Linked DNA regions of Mus musculus: all the other regions are linked to region 1. The links are chromatin contacts, called in public promoter capture Hi-C maps. All regions are on one chromosome and are shown on one strand. Each heading gives the region's core, a stretch centred on a gene start, on an enhancer-like site or on the middle of the called end of the contact. The rest is flanking DNA. Distances are from core to core; before and after follow the strand shown.

What was found. Promoter capture Hi-C pulls out the DNA fragments that hold promoters and counts their contacts. Capture Hi-C pulls out chosen DNA fragments and counts their contacts.
Region 2: a contact with region 1 is called in a promoter capture Hi-C map of liver, with 2.8 times the contacts expected there. The contact joins the promoter of Top1mt here to the promoter of 1110038F14Rik in region 1.
Region 3: a contact with region 1 is called in a promoter capture Hi-C map of pre-B cells, with 2.5 times the contacts expected there. The contact joins the promoter of Gsdmd here to the promoter of 1110038F14Rik in region 1.
Region 4: a promoter capture Hi-C map of embryonic stem cells shows a contact between it and region 1, with 4 times the contacts expected there. The contact joins the promoter of Triobp here to the promoter of 1110038F14Rik in region 1. A contact is called at or near these places in 2 of 39 promoter capture datasets (embryonic stem cells and liver).

The regions. Positions count from the first base shown.
Region 1 is chr15:76,946,920-76,949,619 of GRCm38.p6, forward strand. 1110038F14Rik (RIKEN cDNA 1110038F14 gene) reads left to right here and starts at 1,342. Exons shown (of 5, transcript NM_001347540.1): 1 at 1,342-1,625; 2 at 1,710-2,000; 3 at 2,149-2,233; 4 at 2,625-2,700. The coding sequence starts at 1,620. Gm46534 (a long non-coding RNA gene) reads right to left here and starts at 1,430. Exons shown (of 4, transcript XR_001781744.2): 1 at 1,341-1,430; 2 at 1,093-1,215.
Region 2 is chr15:75,677,355-75,680,054 of GRCm38.p6, forward strand. It overlaps Top1mt (DNA topoisomerase 1, mitochondrial), which reads right to left and starts at 1,446. Exons shown (of 14, transcript NM_028404.3): 1 at 1,299-1,446. The coding sequence starts at 1,402.
Region 3 is chr15:75,861,082-75,863,781 of GRCm38.p6, forward strand. It overlaps Gsdmd (gasdermin D), which reads left to right and starts at 1,258. Exons shown (of 11, transcript NM_026960.4): 1 at 1,258-1,400; 2 at 2,324-2,547. The coding sequence starts at 2,328.
Region 4 is chr15:78,946,412-78,949,111 of GRCm38.p6, forward strand. It overlaps Triobp (TRIO and F-actin binding protein), which reads left to right and starts at 1,313. Exons shown (of 25, transcript NM_001039156.1): 1 at 1,313-1,637; 2 at 1,770-1,927.

The DNA of each region.
Region 1 (2,700 bases), core at 92-2,591:
TAAAGTTATCCGTTGTTAAGAGCTCTGTCGGATGTTGTGTAGGAGCTTGGAAGACAACGTTGAGAACACTGCAGAAGATGGAGGTCTGGTTTGTGAAATTTCAGAGGGAAAATTAAAGACTCTTTTCAGGGCCATTGCTGTTTTGATTGTGAAGATTCTGTAGTTCTGGTTAGCTGGGGCTGAAGAATCAGCTGTGATTAACAAGATACCAGAACTACTAAAGCAAAAACTTTGCATTACTGGGACTATTGATGCTGGTTAGCTGGAGCTAAGAAATTAGCGGTGATTAAGAAGAGACCAGCATCATTGAGGTGACATCTTCTGGGAAGTGTTTTCTGAGAGCACAGTGGCTGTGTTCCAGATATAGCCAAAGTTGTACATTGTGCTGTGGCTGGACTTGGTAATGTGTAAGGGTCACCCAGGTGGTACTGGTTTTGAAGGCATGAAGGAGTTGAGCAGAGCACTTACTATCACTCCTAGTGACCCTCTAGGAAAATTTTTGCTTCCTGTCCCCATAACTCTAGGTTCTGCTGGCCTAGAAGTTTTGGCTCCAGAGAAGGGAGTGCTCCTACCAGGAGCTACAACAAACATTCCATTGAACTGGAAGCTCAGACTTCCCCCTGGTCATTTTGGGCTTCTAATGCCCTTAAACCAACAGGCTAAAAAAGGAATAACAGTGTTAGGAGGGGTGATAGATCCAGATTACCATGGGGAAATTGGATTACCTCTTCACAATGGTGGTAAGCAAGATTATGTCTGGAGTGTAGGAGATCCCTTAGGGCGTCTCTTAGTACTACCATGTCCTGTGATTATTAGGACACAGTATATATGTCGCCATTCCAAAAGTGTGGAATAGAGGCATAGCGAAGAAATACTGAAACAAAGCAGGATTAGAAGCCTGTAGGAAAAATACCAAATCCTGTAGCTCCATGACTGGTATCTGTAGTCCTAGGGCTAGACCGCTATGATAGCTATTGCTATTCTTGGTTGTCATTTTGACAACCCACACCTGTAATTATCCTAAACCTCAAGGGGTAAGGAGTTCCTGTAAGGAAATTTTCTTGATTTTTCGTTTGAGGTGGGAAGATGCACCTTAAATCTGGGCCAGGTCTTCGGGTGGCAGCCTAATGGTCGTGGAAGAAGGAAGTGCATGCTTGCCCCGACTCTCGTTGGAAAGTTCACTCCATTGCCATTAGAGCCTAGTTCTTCAGGATTCTGAAGTATACCGGGGACAAGCTGAGCCATCTGTCAACGCCTGCGCCCCGCCCCGCCCCGCCCCGCCCCGCCCCGCCCCGCATAATCCACCTTGCCCCATCTCTGGGCGTTCCCCCCGACCCCACCGGTTCCATTCTCTCCAGGAATCAATTGTCTTGTTTCTTGGCGGCACACTCTGCTGGGTTCTCCGAGGCCTTTAAGTTCATCCCCGTGCACTCTGTCTCCTAAAATTACAAGCACAGCCTGAGGCGCTCCATCCACCCAAGTGCTTTCTGTCCGGCGCTGAGCGCTTGCTCTGGCTCCGCTGCGCTTTCTGCGGAACCTTGTGTCGTAGACGTGTTTCCAGAGGAGTGAGTTCGCTGTGGTAGTTAGGATTTACCAGCTTCCGGCGGCCGCTCCGACTAATGGCGGTGAGCTGTGGGAGAAGGCGTGTTTGTGGCGAGGCCCTAGGTGGGGAGACCCTGTGAATTTCGTCCTGTCTCACGATTTTTCAGGAGCCAGGGCGTCCTGCTCGGGAGGCACCAGCAGCCTCAAGTCGGAAAACTCATCGCGCTCCGCGCAGACCCCGGCCCTCTCGCTCAGCTTCCGGTGCCTCGGAACCTCCTCTCCGCAGTTCAGTGCAACCTGCATGCGACTCCGCCGCCGGAACCCATCCCGTAGGCAACACAGTAGCGATGAAGCAAAAGAAAAAGAAAACCCCCAACAGGGTCTCTGGGACAAATGGAAGCGAAAAGCCCTCGGAGAAACCTGCCCCGGACGAAGCTCCTCCTAGCGCTGAGGCCCAGGCAAGGATGGTACTCCCTGCGAGCTTTCTGGGCGCTAATCCGCCTGCCTCTGTGGGCGAGCTGTGCGGAATTAAGGCGCTGAAGGTATGGGAGTGGGGTCTGCGGGACCCTGTTACCCATCACAACCATGTCCTCCTTTCTGTCCCAGGCGGAACAGCTGGCGCGGGAGCTGGCCTGGTGTGTGGAACAGCTGGAGCTGGGTCTCAAGACGCAGAGACCTACCCCGAAGCAGAGTGAGGGACCCTTCTCTACAGTTAGGGAAATGTAAACGGTGACAGTTCTGTGGTCTGATGGTATTGCCAAGGGGTGGGGTTGTTGCTTTTGGTTGGTTTGCTTTGTTTAGGTGTACTGAAACTTAGTTGTGTAGACCAGGCTGGCCTGGAATTCAGAGATCCGCCTGCCTCTGCCTCCCCAGTGCTGGGATTAAAGGCGTGCGTCACCCCAGCTGGATGGGAATTGTTTGTAGTAGGATGATATGAGTGTGTTTGAAGTCACTAGCTCTTTTTCTTTTTCTTTTTCTTTCTTCTTTCTTCTTTCTTCTTTCTCTCTTTCTCTTTCTCTTTCTCTTTCTCTTTCTCTTTCTCTTTCTCTTTCTCTTTCTCTTTCTCTTTCTTTCATCTGCAGAAGAGCAGGCTGTTGGGGCAATCCGAACGCTGCGCAGTGAAAAAACCCCCTTGCCCCGGAAGAGACAGCTGATGCG
Region 2 (2,700 bases), core at 196-2,695, 1.3 Mb before region 1:
CCGCTGCCCCGAGACAAATAGTTTTTTAAAGGGCCTTTCTCGCTCTTCCTGCAAAGAAGGGACCAGGTGTGGTGGAGCTACAATGCCTGAAAGTGAGCATAGGTGGGGAGGTCAGGGGACAAGGGACCATGTCCTGAGCCAGTAAACAATTCCAGGTGTGCCCTCAGAAAGTAAGGAGCGGGCCGGGCTTCATAAACAGAGCAGCTCTTGCAAAGTAGCCAGAACTTGGATGCCTGAGGGGTGTGAGGGGTGAGAGGTGTCCCATGAACCATGCAGGAGGGAAAAAGAGAAAAGTGGTGGCCAAAGGTTCCCAGAGATAGGGGTTTAAATCCCATTCCGCTTCTCATGTGGGTCTAGGTGGGGAACAGTTCGGTGGCTGCATGCAGAAGTGCTTCGTGACACGACTCAGGCAGCTTTCCTCCAACATTCAGCCCAATTCGATGTCATAAAATGTGGACAAGCACCTCAGAACCTACACTGAGCGGCAAGCTCATTACCCAAACTGCTAGGCGAAGTCTACGGCCATCCCCATTTCACAGACAAGGACACTGAGATTGGGGCTATAAACAACTACTGTGGCGTGGCGTGGCGTGGGTGACATTCCTTTGTCCCACTGGAGAAGAGTATCAAGGAAGTTACCCCGATGTCCTGCTGTGAAGCCCTGTGTCTTCTCCTAGAGGCCACAACTCAGCCCCATTTGGAGAGTCAGGACAGCCCTGTCTTTCCCCTGGAATTTCTAGAGCCTAAGAGCTTAGCTGCCCCAGTCCGGGGCTGAGCTATCAAAAGCAGGTCAGCAGGTCAGCTGTAATGGCTGGCCCTGGAAGGGCTGTCTTCGCTGTGAACCCACCCACCACTCGGGCGATTAGACCAGGACATCCCCGCTCCCCAAGTGCTGTGAGCAACAATCCCACAACCCAGAGCTGGGCGCTTCCGGGAACCTCAGTACACGAGGGAAAGGTTGAAAAATCAGAATCTCACATATAATCTCAGCCTGGACAGCCATCCCAACCCCTAGGAAGTCCCTCGGGGCAGGCTGGTGACGTAAGGTAGGTATTGAAAGCTAAGGCCACGTGACAAAGAGTGTAAGAATCGTGGAGTGGGCCTGAGACCAATCAGGGAATCTGGGAACCACACTCCAAAGGGACCTCCTCCAAACCAAACGCGGCAGCCTGGAGGCCCAGACCCAATTACATGGGTGACCGATTTTTCCCAATGTGTCCGGTGTGGCCCGGCACAGGAGCAGGATTAGGCAAGTCACTGAGCCCTGTCTCGCCTGAGCTCCGTCCCACCCGCCTTACCCGGCTCTGTTCGCCTTCGCGACCCGGGACACCTGACAGGAAGGGACGCGGCAGGGGACATGCTGGAAACGCCGGCACAGGGCTCTGAGCCACAGCAGCAGCATGCGTGTGCGTGCATGCGTGGGCTCTGCCCGCTTTCCGAGGCCACGCCCTTCTGACAGAGCTCCGCCCCCACACGTCCAGGAGTCCCGCCCTGCCCGCCCACCTTGGGAAGGCGTCCCCAGCCAGGGCCGAGCATTGCCCCTCTCCCAGCGCTTCTACCTGCCATGGCAACCTGAGGAAGTCATGAGTAGACACACTTGGTCAGAGGGCCCTATCTACCCATCTAAGTGGCAAAACACCGAGTACCCACACCTCCAGGAGGACGCAGTTGCAGACACCAGCTGCCCTGCTCAAAGCAACTTCCTCTAGGCGACTGACCAACAGCACTGGAAGTCCTGCAAAAACTGCTGTTGCCTAGGCTCGCCGCCAAGAGACCAGGGCCATAAGCCATAGGCTCCCCCCTTCAACACATTCAGATCTGAAGACATGTGTACCAAGATCTCAAGACATTTGTACCAAGCAACAAAAATCTCCTAATCCGCGGACAGCTGCTCCCCGAGCCAGCAGCAGGCAGCCTTGGTATTTCCACTGAAACAGCACACAGGCCTGCAAGAAAGTGGTGAACAGGAAAGGTAAAAAATGAGACGGAGACCAGCAAGAAAGAGCTAGCCTATCCTGTAGGTCCCGCCCACGGTTACCAACTCACTGGATTCCTACTGACATCTAGCGGCCCGAGGCAGGAACAGAGCCGGGGAGAGGCTAGTGGGCCCCCTGCTGGACACGGCCAGTACTACAAAAAGTTTGCTGAGTATGATCAACAGACCAGCAAGACTTTGGGCATTCCAGGTCTGTAGCTGGCTGTCCAGGACCCTTGTACCCTTGAAGACCAGCTGGAGTTGTGACAGTTGGGGAGCATGGCCTCACAGCGTTCATATCCTCATAGCAGGTAAAAGGAGCCCTGTTTGCAACTGAGACCAGGCTTGAGGAAGAATTTCAGGTAGATGATGATGAATGCTGGAGCTGACAGTCAGACCTCCTGAGCCCAAAGTCCGTCATAAGGCTGTTCTGTGACAGCAGTGTCCACTCACACGTCGTAGCCGCCAACAGAGAGCTGGAGGGTGGGGAGGGCTTCATTGTGTAGAAGCCACAATTCAGGATAAGCAGGGGCATTTGACTTCAATACAAACTCAATGCAACCATCTCATTACGAGTAACATACAAGCGTTTTCACGTCGCTTTCCTCAACTTGATGGGCTACAATGGCCTGTGTCTGCCTGTGGGAGTCCACCATCTGCTCTTTACTAGACAAGTTTAATTTCTCTGAATCTCAGCCTCCTCCAGCACCTCCTCCAGAAAGTCT
Region 3 (2,700 bases), core at 8-2,507, 1.1 Mb before region 1:
TTTGTTTGTTTGTTTGTTTGGTTGGTTGGTTGGTTGGTTGGCTTGGATTAGTTTTGGTCTGGCTTCTTCCGCTTGTGGCCGTGTTTTCAGGGTTTATCCACATTCTGCAATGTGTCTTATAGGTGTACTCAAGCTTCTCAGTAGCCATGCAAGCGCCCTATTGAGGGTTGGTGACAGAGCTTGGTCATAGGGGGCTTTCTTGCCTAGTGTGTGCAGGGCCCAGAACTGGACAAAATTTTAATCTATGTATGAATTGATTGTCATTCAGGTCACTTGAGGGTTATCTGCTTGACTCTTTAAAATGTTACCATGGAAACTGGAGAGATGGTGCAGGGGTTAAGAGCACTTGCTGCTCTTACAGAGGACGGGGACTCAAGTCCTGGCACCCACATATGGTGCACTTGCATATATGCAGACAAAACACTCCCACACGTGGGATATAAGTTTTTAAAATCTCAAGAGGAAAATTTAAACTCTACAGCAAACATTGGTGTAGGCATATCTGTTTGACCTTCTGTTTGCTGTATGAGAAACACTTCACCATTGATAGCCACAACCCCAAGATGACCTCTTGCTTTGGATATGCACCTACAAGTCCAATTGCTAGGTCACCTGGTAACTCTACATTCACCCGTTTGAAAAATTGTGGATGTATTCTAGAGCAGCTCTGTTTTCAATTTCCTGTCTGCAAGGACCATGGGGTTTGCTTTACTGCTATTTACTTAGGATGTCAGCCAGCAGAGTAGCTTTGATGCTATCTAGTTTTGATTTGCATTTTCCTGATAACTAATGGTGTGCTTGCTGGCAACTGGTTCAGTTGTGTATTCCTAGAGAAGTCCATTCAGATCTTTTACTATGGCCCAGGTGTTTAAGAAAGAATAAGTGAAGCCTGGTGGTGGTGGCGCACGCCTTTGATCCCAGCACTTGGGAGGCAGAGGCAGGTGGATTTCTGAGTTCGAGGCCAGCGTGGTCTACAGAGTGAGTTCCAGGACAGCCAGAGCTACACAGAGAAACCCTGTCTCGAAAAAAAAAAACCAAAGGGGGGCGGGGTGGGGGGGAAGCGCTGCGAACTTGGAGGAACCCGAACTAGAAGAAAGCGAAGCTCCCGGATCGCAGGGAATTCCCGAAGCCCAGGCGGGCTCCGGGGAGGAGGAGGAGGAGGAGGCTAGGGCAGGCTGCGCAGCTGTTCCGGGAGGGAGGGCTCCTTGAAAGCACCGCGCCCGCTACGTCGGGCTGAAGCTTTACGGTTTCACTTTTGTGTCCTGCCGCCTGAGTTCCGCTCTTGGTCGTGGCTCCCGTTGCTCCCGGGTTGAGCAGACAATAGACCCCTCCCCGGCATCCCAGCAGGTCCTCGCTTCGCTTGGTGGACCCAGATACCTCGGCAGGGGTGAAAAATCGAGGTGAGCCACCCTGCTACCCAGCTCTTCCAGAGCCCAGCCGCCCCTCCTCTATCTAGTGTGGTCTACGCTATGGCCTGGATGCTTGCTTGTTGAGTTGGGGATTTAGCCCTTCCCAGAAGCCCCACTATACCTTGAAGACAGTTTGAAGGGGCCCTAGCAGCTAGGGTCTACCCTCTATGGAGGTCACCCACTAGTGATACAGTGGGACAAGCCTGGTTTGGACTTGACACTGGGGCGGGAAGAGGGGACCGAGTGGGGGGAGGGGAAGGAGGGGGGACTCTCTAGGCTTCTGGGATGATTCCTTGACCCATAAGTCCCTCCCTGATCACCAAGGGCCTTCCTGCCTCACTCTCCACCGTTAGCCCAGAGACCCAGTTTCCTAGGTGTAGAGTTGTTCCTCCACAGTGCCCAGGTTGTCTGTCCCAGGCCTGTTTTGGCCTCTGACCCATGAAAGTTCAATCAGGTCAGGTAGCTCACAGAGCTGTACATGAGAGCCCTGGAGGAAACCACTGAGCCCTGGAACACTGGCTTTGCTGTGGGCTCCTGTGCTAAATCCCTTAGAAGTGGGGGCTTGTGTTCCTTCCCCAGCCTTGGCCCTCAGCCAGGGAGAGCAACAAGGTATCTTAGACTTTAGCAATTGGCCAAAGGCTATGCACAGTAATTAATGATGTAGATAGTATAGACCTACTACAGACTACCTCCTCCTCCTCCTCCCCCTCCCCCTCCCCCTCCCCCTCCTCCTCTTCCTCCTAAGTGCTGTGGCCCCAAGGAGAGACAGATAGGCGAGCCACGGAGTGAATCGTGTCTGTGTTGTGTTGGTCGGGCAGGAATGTGCCAGGACTAACAAGGCAAGGCTACTTTGAAGGGATGGGGTTCCTGAGTGCTGGAGGAACTAAGTACGGAGCCCTGCCGTCTGCCCCCAGGACCATGCCATCGGCCTTTGAGAAAGTGGTCAAGAATGTGATCAAGGAGGTAAGCGGCAGCAGAGGCGATCTCATTCCGGTGGACAGCCTGCGGAACTCCACCAGCTTCAGGCCCTACTGCCTTCTGAACAGGAAATTTTCAAGCTCAAGGTTCTGGAAACCCCGTTATTCATGTGTCAACCTGTCAATCAAGGACATCCTGGAGCCCAGTGCTCCAGAACCAGGTATCTTCTTTCCCATCTTGATCCCCCAAGATTGAACAGAAGGGAATGGGCAAAGCCCAGCCTGCCATCTAACTGGGCATGTTCAACTCTACTCCTCTGGTCCTATTTCCAGAGTAGGGAGGTTTTTTTTTTTAATTAATTAATTTATTTATT
Region 4 (2,700 bases), core at 63-2,562, 2.0 Mb after region 1:
CTATGCCTGCCACTCTCTGCTCTGCCCTCTTTTCTCTTAGCTAAGCACCGGCGAACTCAGTCATGTCTTGCTTCTTTCTCTTGCCCTGGGTCTGTTTTCCTCCACCACACAAACACACAAAGCAGTGCACAGGTCTCTTGTTCTCCGATGAACCCTTGGCAAACATGACTGACAAAGGGCTCCATACATTTTTAACGAACCGCACTGTCAGGAGTGCCAGCCTCAGTTGGCTCTCGGTGGATTAGCCTGGTAGGGGCAGAGGGCTGGGTCCGTGTCAGTTCCAACCCAGTGGAAACACCCATTCCACTCCAGGCTCAGAAAGGCCAAGTAATTGGCTCAAGATCACCCAGCCAAGAAGTGCTAGACGCTGATGCAGAACCCAGGTCTCACTAGCCCCTTTCTTACTTAGAGCTAGCCAGACCAGGGAGGAAGCCCATTGTGCTTATCAGCCAGCTCCACTCGGGGTCAGGATGCCCTCACATTGGAAGCAACTACATTTTATTCCTGTTTACTTTTCTGGCCACATCACCAGATCCAAGTGAATGAGAGAATATGTGAATGGAGGGCACTCCACAGTGGCCTGCAGAGTCAGACATTCCGAGATTTTAGTTTGGTTTTTGCCCTTTATTAGCTGTGTGACCCTGGCAAGTCTATTAGCATCTCTGATCCTTGTTGCTATACGTAAAGGCTTGGCATAGGAGCTGGGGTTTAACCAATGTACAACAGAGCTTAACTTGAAAAGTTGGGGTGGGGCTGCTGGTTTTGTGGCTGAGCCCAGGTCAATGTTCAAATGGAGGTGAAGATATCCCTGGGCAGGGATGCTCTGTGCTACTGAGACCCTGACTACAGTAACTTAGAGCGGTATGAGTTTGGTACCGTGTTCCACTAGTGTTTACTAGCTGTCTGGTACTGTTCTGCCTGAACAATTTATTTGGTTGGTTGATTTCGGTTTTTGGTGGTTTTGCTTTTGTTTGACAGGGTCTCATGTAGACTAGGCAGGGTTCCAACTGTCTCTGGCCATAACCTTCTGATTGTCTTCCCCTCACTTCTAGATACCCACTAACCTCATCTCCCAATTTCTGGGGTTAGAGGTGTACATCACCAGCCCTCTGGGTTTGCTTGGAACTGTGGGAGATCCATCATCCTGCTTCAGTTTTTAAAGTGCTGTGTCCCCACGCCCGGGAAGCCACATTTTGTACTTTCCACACATGCATTAGTATCTTTTGAGGGACCTTAGCTAGAGAGAGCCAACAGGAAAAGAGACAAGCCCTTAAGTCCAGTCCTCAGGCCCCATGGGGACATGACTGGACCAAGATGCTGGTAGCGCGGGCGAAACGTGCTGTGCATCCCGCGCGGCAAGGCGCCTGGGCACCGCCCGCCTCTGCCCCGCCCCTAGTCCTCGGTGTGTCCAGTCGCACACTGACCATGCAAATGAAGCTCTTAGGGAGAGCCTATTGGAGTGAGGGAGGGGCGTGGTCTATCACGCAAGTCCTGGGCCGCGTTTTGATTCATTGTTAAAATAGAGGCTGTGACTCTGGCACCAGTTCCTCCGCCGCCCGGAGAGTGGAAACCCGAGTCCAGGTCAGAACCCCGCGGCTAGCGGAACTAAGCTGGCTGGAAAGGGGAGGCCAGAGGAGGTAAGCTGAGAGACCCCGAGGAGCTGGTCGGCCGGCTTTGGGAAGAGGGGACTCAGGGTCCATTCTCCGGGTGGGGCGTGCAAATGCACGAAGGCTTTTTGTAGTTAAATTCTTATCTAATGTGCATTTTAGGGAAGATTTCTGCCAGTTGGCTGGGGGGAGTCGTGAAGGAAACTGGAGTCATAAGGGGCACACGAAGAGCCCCCGTTTAGCTTCCCTGGAAAAGGAGCTACGTTCTCTATCCAAGAGGATGCTCTTCTCGGTGGCTGGACCAGAAAAGAACAGCCCAGGTTTGTGCAGCGCATCCACCCACCCATCCATCCATCTATACATCCATTATACAAAACGGGAACTAAGCAGAGCAGGTAAGTGGTCGCCCTAGGAGGAACTCAAGCTCCGTGGATCCTCCCGTGGGGCTTCCACTCTCCAAGGGACCGACCTAGAGCCCCAGGGGAGAACCCTAAATTCCTCAGCTCAGCTGAAATTGCCAACAAAGGCTTGACCCTCCCCCCACCCCCAGCTCTATCATCACCAAGTAGGTCAGGCATGAGGTGACCCAATGGTGCTATGAGGTACTTGAGCTCTAGGGCATGCTGGCTATCTCCTGCTAATACCCCTCCCTGCCTGTGGATGAGTGAGATGAATCTTCTCTCCCAGAGTCACTCTTAGGGTGTGGACATTGTAGCCTCCAGAACAGAGAAGACTGGACCGGTAGGCTAGGCTGGGTGTGTAGCTCAATGGTACAGCAATTTTCTAATGCCTGCCCCAACTTGGGTCTGATCTTTAGAACAGGGAAAACAAAACAAAATAAAACAAAAAAAAAAAAAAACGCAGTGGTTCTCTTTTGGCTAAACTCAGTCACAGAGGAGTTTTGTGACCTTAGGCGGTGTTCACTTTTGTGTAACACTTTGTCCTCAAGTATGGAAATACCTAGCCAGCCCTTTGCATCCCTCTGTGTTTGCCAAGGGACCCAGGTGACTTGGCAGTGTGATCCAGCCCCCACAGGGTCACCTCTGAGCTGTAGGAGACAGACCTGAGCCTTCAGCTGGACCAGTGCCACCTC